Regions from separate parts of the Capsicum annuum genome. Here region 2 is linked to region 1. Evidence: chromatin contacts called from public Hi-C data. All regions are on one chromosome and are shown on one strand. The core of a region is the stretch at or near the end of the contact, and the rest is flanking DNA. Distances in the headings are between cores, read along the strand shown. Region 1 holds the start of LOC107870818. Region 2 holds the start of LOC107870864 (probable arabinosyltransferase ARAD1).

Evidence for each region. A called contact is a pair of places that touch in the nucleus more often than the background predicts.
Region 2: a Hi-C map of placenta shows a contact between it and region 1, with 4 times the contacts expected there. The contact joins the promoter of LOC107870864 here to the promoter of LOC107870818 in region 1. A contact is called at or near these places in 2 of 5 Hi-C or Micro-C datasets (leaf and placenta).

Annotation. Positions count from the first base shown.
Region 1 is chr5:90,012,706-90,016,826 of UCD10Xv1.1, forward strand. LOC107870818 reads right to left here and starts at 2,618. Exons shown (of 3, transcript XR_007055799.1): 1 at 2,352-2,618; 2 at 1,081-1,125; 3 at 1-215.
Region 2 is chr5:90,434,155-90,437,805 of UCD10Xv1.1, forward strand. LOC107870864 (probable arabinosyltransferase ARAD1) reads right to left here and starts at 2,370. Exons shown (of 4, transcript XM_016717543.2): 1 at 1,407-2,370. The coding sequence starts at 1,895.

The sequences.
Region 1 (4,121 bases), core at 1,368-3,867:
AGACAGACTTTTTATAACATCTAACCGAAAAAAATCTAGCTTAATAACATATTGAAGTGATTGAAACTCAATGATTAGTTGGCTAATGACTTGAGCTCTCCTGCCGTCCAAGTAACATAACCTTTTGCAGTGCTTCTGATCTGACTTTCTACATTTGCCTCCATCATCTGAATCATTGTACAGGAGTTTACATTGTTTGAATTCGTCCCAGTATTCTGATAAGCGTCATACATGTTCAATAAACCCCGTGGAACCATTATCAAACTGATATTATCTTAGAAAGCGATATGGTATCCCATGAAATTAGTTGAGGTGCCCAAATATGATGTAACTAATAATGGATTGCAATATGAGTAATGCCATTACAAACCAAACACAAGCATCACCATCTATGAGGCACATACCCAATTTCTTCATTTATTTATTCTTTTTTCTCTACCACTTTCATGGCATAAATCAAGCCTTTTTAATGGAATCATCTTCCTTATGCATATCTATAAGGTTCAGGTGTGAAAATAAAACACAAATCAGGACACAACCATTTTCCATGTGATAATCATTGACAAATACACCTTCGAATTGGTCTATTGATCCAAAACTGTCCTGCATAGCTATATCAAGAGCATATGAACAAAGCATCTATATTTTTGAATCGACATAAATTACACCATGTCAGTACATATTCCAAACATTGTCGACCAATAAAAGTTTTATAGAACTGAGCTCTTTGAGTCTATTTTTTTTTTCAACAAAACAGAAAGTTGTTAATTCAAGTTGTACATTAAGAATTATGTCTATTTAAAGAAGACACTGTCGAAAGGATTGCCATTTACAGCCGACTCTAATGTATCAACTAATTTAACATCAATAAGATTTTTTAAGCTTGAAAAAAGGTAGATTGAAATAGAGCTTAAAGTATAAGTGTTCATGTGTATAAAAGTGAAACACATGTTTAAAATAAATTCATAGTTAAAGCAAAGATTTATACAAACCCGTAACCAACAATATAGATCCACTGCTCAATTATAAAGATAATTCCAAATCAAACCGAAGAGCAGAGTATCAAGGAAGAGAACTCACCAAAGGAAGATGTTGGAAGCTTATCTCTCCATTCTTCAAATAAATCTACACCATTAAGAATTTGAAGAGTCCCACACATGGAAACATGGGGGCAGATCATTCAGCATAGCAAACCCAGATGAAGAACCATGAAATTTTATAAACAAGAGCTAAAAACATTCAACAAGGAGTTGTGTGAATTCAAGAATAACAAACGAAATAACAAACGAACAAAGAGACAGACAAATTAAAGAAGCTAAACTATGATAATCAAAGGAAGCAAAACAGTTTGACTAACGTCTTAAGCGTCTTAACATGTATATAACATTTTACTGCTTTGTTAATCACGCTTTAAGCATATGTAATTCAACAACCGCTATTTTTAAAACTTCAAAGTTATTTAGCAACAAATTCAAGTGTACAGTACAAACATTTGAAAAACTTATAACTTCTTACATATCGTTATGAGAACACCATGGTTAGCATTTCAGGTTCAATGGGCAACTTTGATAACTCTCTACCTCCATTTAAAAACTCTCTTCCCCCAATTTGAGGATTGAAAAAGATGTTAACAAAACTAGAACAATAGTAGTATAGTCTGAAGATTGTAAAAGTTGGTGGAGAAGATTGAAGTATTAAAATAATGTAAGAATTATTTTATCTAGGTTCTACAATTTTTAATAAGCTTTTAATCTCAAATTTCACCCCAATTTCTATTCTTCTCAGAGTTTGACACGTGGAACTAAAGGAAAGACCAAAACTTTATTAATCTATGCAATTAAATCCAAAAATCAATTAAAAATTGAAGATGAAGAGAAAATCGTAAGGAAAATATATGATTGATCAAAACCTTTATAAATCACATTCATAAATTGAATGGATAAAGAGAAAGAGAAGGAAAAAGTGAGGGGGAACTACCTTATGATTATAGCAGTATTGAAAAAGAAAATATCTTGATGAAAAAAATATACATAAATGAGAAGCATTTGATCCAATTCCTTGATGAGAATATGGAACGATATCAAAGTAGTGTCTGCACTTCCACGCGGATAACAAAATGAACGGAGTGATGAAAGTACCCCACTTAATAAACATTTGACAACAAACAGACATGTCGATAACTTTATTTTTTCCACACTTCTACTATAGTAAGCACATTTCTACTATAGTAGAATATGATTATTATTTTTTTTCAATTCTCCTCTGAGAAACGGAGATTTTTTTGCTTGCAAATTAGTTGTGAATTTAAAGACAGCTTCAATAGGCCTGCATAGGGAGGACCCTATTTGTACCTCTTTGAAGCTTAAGCCGTTGAACGTCTATAACAATAAAAACAACCCTCCTGTACAACTCATCTATGTGGTTTTTTCTTCTGGCATTACCTTATGTCAATGTTCAGTTGGAGTAATGCAATATAGGATTGACTTGATTGTTGAATTGAGTGAGCTAAATAGAAATGTAGTTGGTGTACTTATAAGGATGGGAGGGAGTTGTTTCGTTGAGGCCCTCCGTCCTTCACTTGTGGTGAAGCTTCGAATCCCATTCACTCCCCCCTTCAATATGTGCCATATGTTTAATTTAATGTTAGTAGGCATTAGCTTATTTACATAATTTATTCACTTGAATATTGCTTTAAAAGTTTTGAAATTTATGAAATGACACCATGAAATTATACTGTACATTTTGATGGTTCGTAAGAGTCCACCACTACAGCTAAACCTGATTTGATATCAAGTACCTTTATGATAATATTGAAGAACAGTAAGAACACAAAGAGAAATTGCATTAAAGTAAATGACAAGGGATGTTTTCATAGAAACCTCCTTACTTAAGAGAGTAATTAAAACCACGACCTACCTCAGTAGGATTTCACCATCAACCTTCACTAAACTTCGAGAAACCTTCAATTACAACCTAGAAATTAACCTCTTAGTTCCTACAACCTTGCAATAACTCTATTGTAGCACACCCTCATAGTACCTCTACTGTGAGAACTCCATTAGCTACCTTTAGCTATGAAAACAACTTATATTTGAAAAAAACGTTAGATGAAAAATGCTCACTGTACTCTCTAAAATGAGATGTGAGTTTACAATTGTAATACCAAAAAAAACCTCAATCAACTTAGAAACACAATCATATATCACTATGAGCAAGGAATTTCTAAATTGTTAGGTCTTGCAATATCGGTTGAGGTAAGGTCTTTGCTTGAGAAAAAATACTTTTTGGATTTGTGCACAAGCTTGAGATTTTCTCCTTAAGGAAGATGAATATATATATATGATGAGCATTGGAATAGAAACTTCCTCATTGGTGGATGCTGAAAAAGGACCACTGAGGATTCGTCCCATTAATGTATTAAAACTGTTCAGAGAGTACTAGACAATTGGAATATAAGACAAATGTGCACAACTGCAAACCTGCACACTGGGACACTAGTTGACGTAACTAGTCCTTCCACTAGGTTAGGTAATTACCAACATATAACTCATAGAAGATGGGTATGGACCAGGTTTTAGTGATGAGGTTTATAAATCATCAATACTTGAGCATAATAAGAACAAGGTTGGAACCCAGAATTCCCCCTTTTGATGATGACAAACATTGATCCTTTTGTAGTACATGTAACTATTTCATGTTTTGCCTTTCACCATGCAACTATCCACAATCACTAGTTCCCCCTATCACTAGCAATCTTCCTCCTTTCACCAACCACACACAATCATACTAATATTCCTTCCTTTAGCATCATTAAAAAGGGATCATAACAAATAGGCATTAAAGCATGAAAAAAGTTCACAACAAGAATAAGAATAGAAGCGTATCATATTAAAGCAAGAATTCAGAATCATTAGACAAGTTAGTATATAAGTTTTACAAAAGAAATTAATCATGCACTAATGTCAAAACATGATGGAAGAACAAGAGGGATCAAATAGGATAAGAAGAAGAAAGACAACTATAAAAAAGCTAATCGTAATATTTCAAACAAATGCGATTATCATCAATTAGTCTTCAGTATTTATGACCTAGAGAGAGCTTGATTTTAGGAAGCGTAGATG
Region 2 (3,651 bases), core at 1,120-3,619, 420 kb after region 1:
AGTGGAAGGAGTGTGGAGTTAACAAAATGTACATAGAAAATTATCTCAAGTGTCTTACCAAACATGTAGTTGAATAATTCAAATAGCCAGCTTCTTTAAGCTGCTCTATGAATTGCTAGAAGCCTTCGCTGTTCCACTGTCACAGGTAAATTGCCAGACAACGTACAGTCAGGTTTAAGTTTTTAAGGGTCTCATTAACTAGAATTTGGATTTCTAACAGCTATTATTTTCCAGGTTGACCATCTTAAGTATGAGGTACAATATTTTCTCTTTAGTTTTTAGATAAGCTAAGTTAAGCTTATTAATAATCGAAAGAAATCATGTATTCAAGAAAAACACTAAAAGTAGAGAACCTGTATAAGAATATGATCCTCTACAAAAGATAATCTCCCATACATATTGAAACCTCATGGGGTACATAAAAAGAAATGGGAACAAAATGCTATTCCTCAACAAGATTTCTTGTTGAGAGCTATGATATCTTTTTCTCATCATATACTTGTGAGGAACTGTCTTGTTGCCAATAAAATGTCTGGTAAAACAGAAACGATACTTACAAAGATCTTCTTTCTTTTCAATTAACAGGACATATTTACAGTTGAAATATCTTGGCCCTAGAGTTTGACTCTAACTAATAAGTCTCATAAAGAGAAGGAAGTGTGGTAATGTAACTAACAGAAAGCCGTACAGAGGAAAAAAAGCTCTTACATAAGCTTCATTGGAAAATCAAATCTGACAAAAGCAACTAATCGTTTTGCATTCCTTATCAATACTCCCTCCCTCTCAAAATCCTTGTCATAGTAAAAATATCTATCCCAAAAATATTTTTAAGTTTAGAAGTTCAAGACAAAATTAATTATTTTTTCCATTTTACCCTTAGTAATTGTAGCTGAAAGACTACAAATACCTCAATTATGGAAAATACATAAGTAAACATTCAATGAAGAGGGATTTTATTTAAGATAGAAATAAGGGTAAAATAGTCAAACACACCTCTTCTATTACGGGGGCGTGTAAATGAAGAACACAAAAGTTTTTTGAGACAGATAATATACTAGAAACAAATCATCACTCAGCTACACCTCAACCCAAACTATTTGGGTCGGAGATATAAATCCTCTGTGTATTAGGTAACAGAAAGAGAGGTTCTAGTGCACAATTATGCTTAATTATCAAGGAAAACAAATGAAAAAGAAAAAATTGCACTTGTCTCAGATGGAACTAATGTTAAGTGTAAGGACAAGAACAAAGCATTCAAGAGAATTACGACAATAAAATCATTCTAATACGAGAATCATTAGAGATAAATTTGAAGATGCAAATCAGACAGAAGATATCATGTGAATAAGCAAGCTCAAAAGAAATAAGTCCTTAAGGAAAAACATAAATAGTAGGTAAGAGATCACCTGCAATTGATCATCAAATTTGACCTCTGAATCATTCCCATGTCTATAGTAAGTATTATAACTCAAGGAAGAGAAAAAAGGCACAAAAAATACATCAGCTGATTCTGGATCCAAAACCCTAACAGCCTCTCGGGTTTCATCATTACTTGCATACAACAATGAGGCCAACATCCAATACTCCACACTATGTTGTTTCCTCAAACCCGTATATTTTGGCCACTCTGGCAAAGTCTCAATAGTCACAGGAGCAGCATTATAATGTGAGCCTTTCAACAAACCAACGTTGTATTTCATCTCTAGATCGTACATGTAAACCTTCAGAGGTTCCGATTCAGTGAAGCAGGGCGTAGCTTTACTCAGCGGGGAATCGAATAGCGAAAAACTTGATCTGTAATCTATTCTTCCCGTGTACAACAATGAACCAAACAGAAACAAAATGAACACTGCTAAACACACTAAACTCTTACTCATTGTATCTTTCACTTTCATTTTTTTCTCTCTAATCTCAACTTCACATTCAATACTTGTTCATGGAAAAGGTGCATAACAGAAAGATTAGATCCTAAGGAATCAAATTTGGGCCAACTCCCACTATCTCTCTATCCCCAATAATTAGGTTAAAGAATGGTAAACGTTCCTATTTTCAAATTGATCCCCTTTCATTTATTTTTTCCAAGGATCAAGAAGATCAAAATTATAATAAGTTCTAATTAACTTAAGCTGGATCCCAAACTCCATTGGAAGGAATCTTTAATTTCTGATTGGTGTTATATTATTTTGTTGTGAGCTGTCGTTCACGATGGGGAGGGAGAGGAGTTGCAGGAGCAAAATGAATTTGAAAATTTTTGGGTTGAAAATTGAAATGACGAAAACCTCCCTATTTTAATGAGCTATCAACAAAAATATTTAAGGAGATTAAAGAGTGGGAAGAATGTTGCTGCATCCCGTTATACCTTTATCCCATACTAAAATAGTTACTTCAATGAGCAGAATTTTATTTATTTTTTTTTTATTTTTTATCTTTATTATTAAATAATAATATAAAGTAAAAATAATTAATCTAGAGTTTTAAAGAGTCATTAATAAAGTTAATTTAATAAGAATATATTCTTAATTAAAAAAATTACTGGTAAAGTTGTTGTAACTGGTAAAGTTGTTGTCATGTGACCAGGAGGTCACGGGTTCAAGATTTGGAAACAGCCTCTGGCAGAAATGCAAGGTAAGGTTGCGTACAATACACCCTTGTGGTGGGGCCTTCCCCGACCACCGTGCATAGCGGTAGCTTTAGTACACCGGACTGTTCTTTTTAAAAAAAAAAACGTGTGTCAAGTCAACAAGACAAATAAAATAAAATGAAAGGAGTAATATATATTAGCTTCATGTACTTCTTTTATTTCAAAATAATTGACCCTTTTTCTAAACATTTGTTACAATTTAGTTTTTCCTTTTATGAAATCAAGAAAATATTATTGTGTTATTTCAATGCTATCTTATTAATAAATAACTAAATAAATTGTATACATTCAAATTTAAATTTTCAAAGCATAATTAATAAGGTTAATTTAATAAAATAAATTTTTAATAACTTTTTTTAAAAAAAATATATCCAATTAATAAGGGTCTAACTATTTTGAAAGTGAAGAAAAAGTATGTTATCAAGACCCACCGTAAATATTGTATGTTGCTTCTCTGTATGGATCTACTAGTTTCTACTTTATATAAGTGAAGTTTTGGGTGACTATCAAGGGTACACTAGTAAATTCACATTTCTTATGCCACCTATTTACTTTGTTCTTTTCACTTCACGTGTCCATTTTGCCCTTTTCATCTGCTCCAATAAGGAAAAAATTCCATGGTTTGTCTAGTTAAACTGTATGCAAAATCTTACACCCCTTTTCCTTTTCAATTTTGATGCTTTTTCTTTTTGAACTGTATGCAAAATCTTACACCCTTTTCCTTTTCAATTTTAATGCTCTCTCTTTTCATGGGCTAAGATCTTATGTATGTATATATAGGTTCTTCGAAAAAAACTCAGTTACCTAAGAGGGTTAGCAATTGTGTTGAAGAATAGAAACTTTGTCCAAAGTACCGTACCATTTCTTGTGAACTAAGGACTTCGGTAAAAATGGTGTAGAACAAATTTGGTAATGAGGATGTAAAAATCTCATTATCATTCTTTGCATTGATAAAGTGTTGCATGAATGTAGGATTTTGAGATTTTTACCTTGAAATTGGGGTTTGAGAA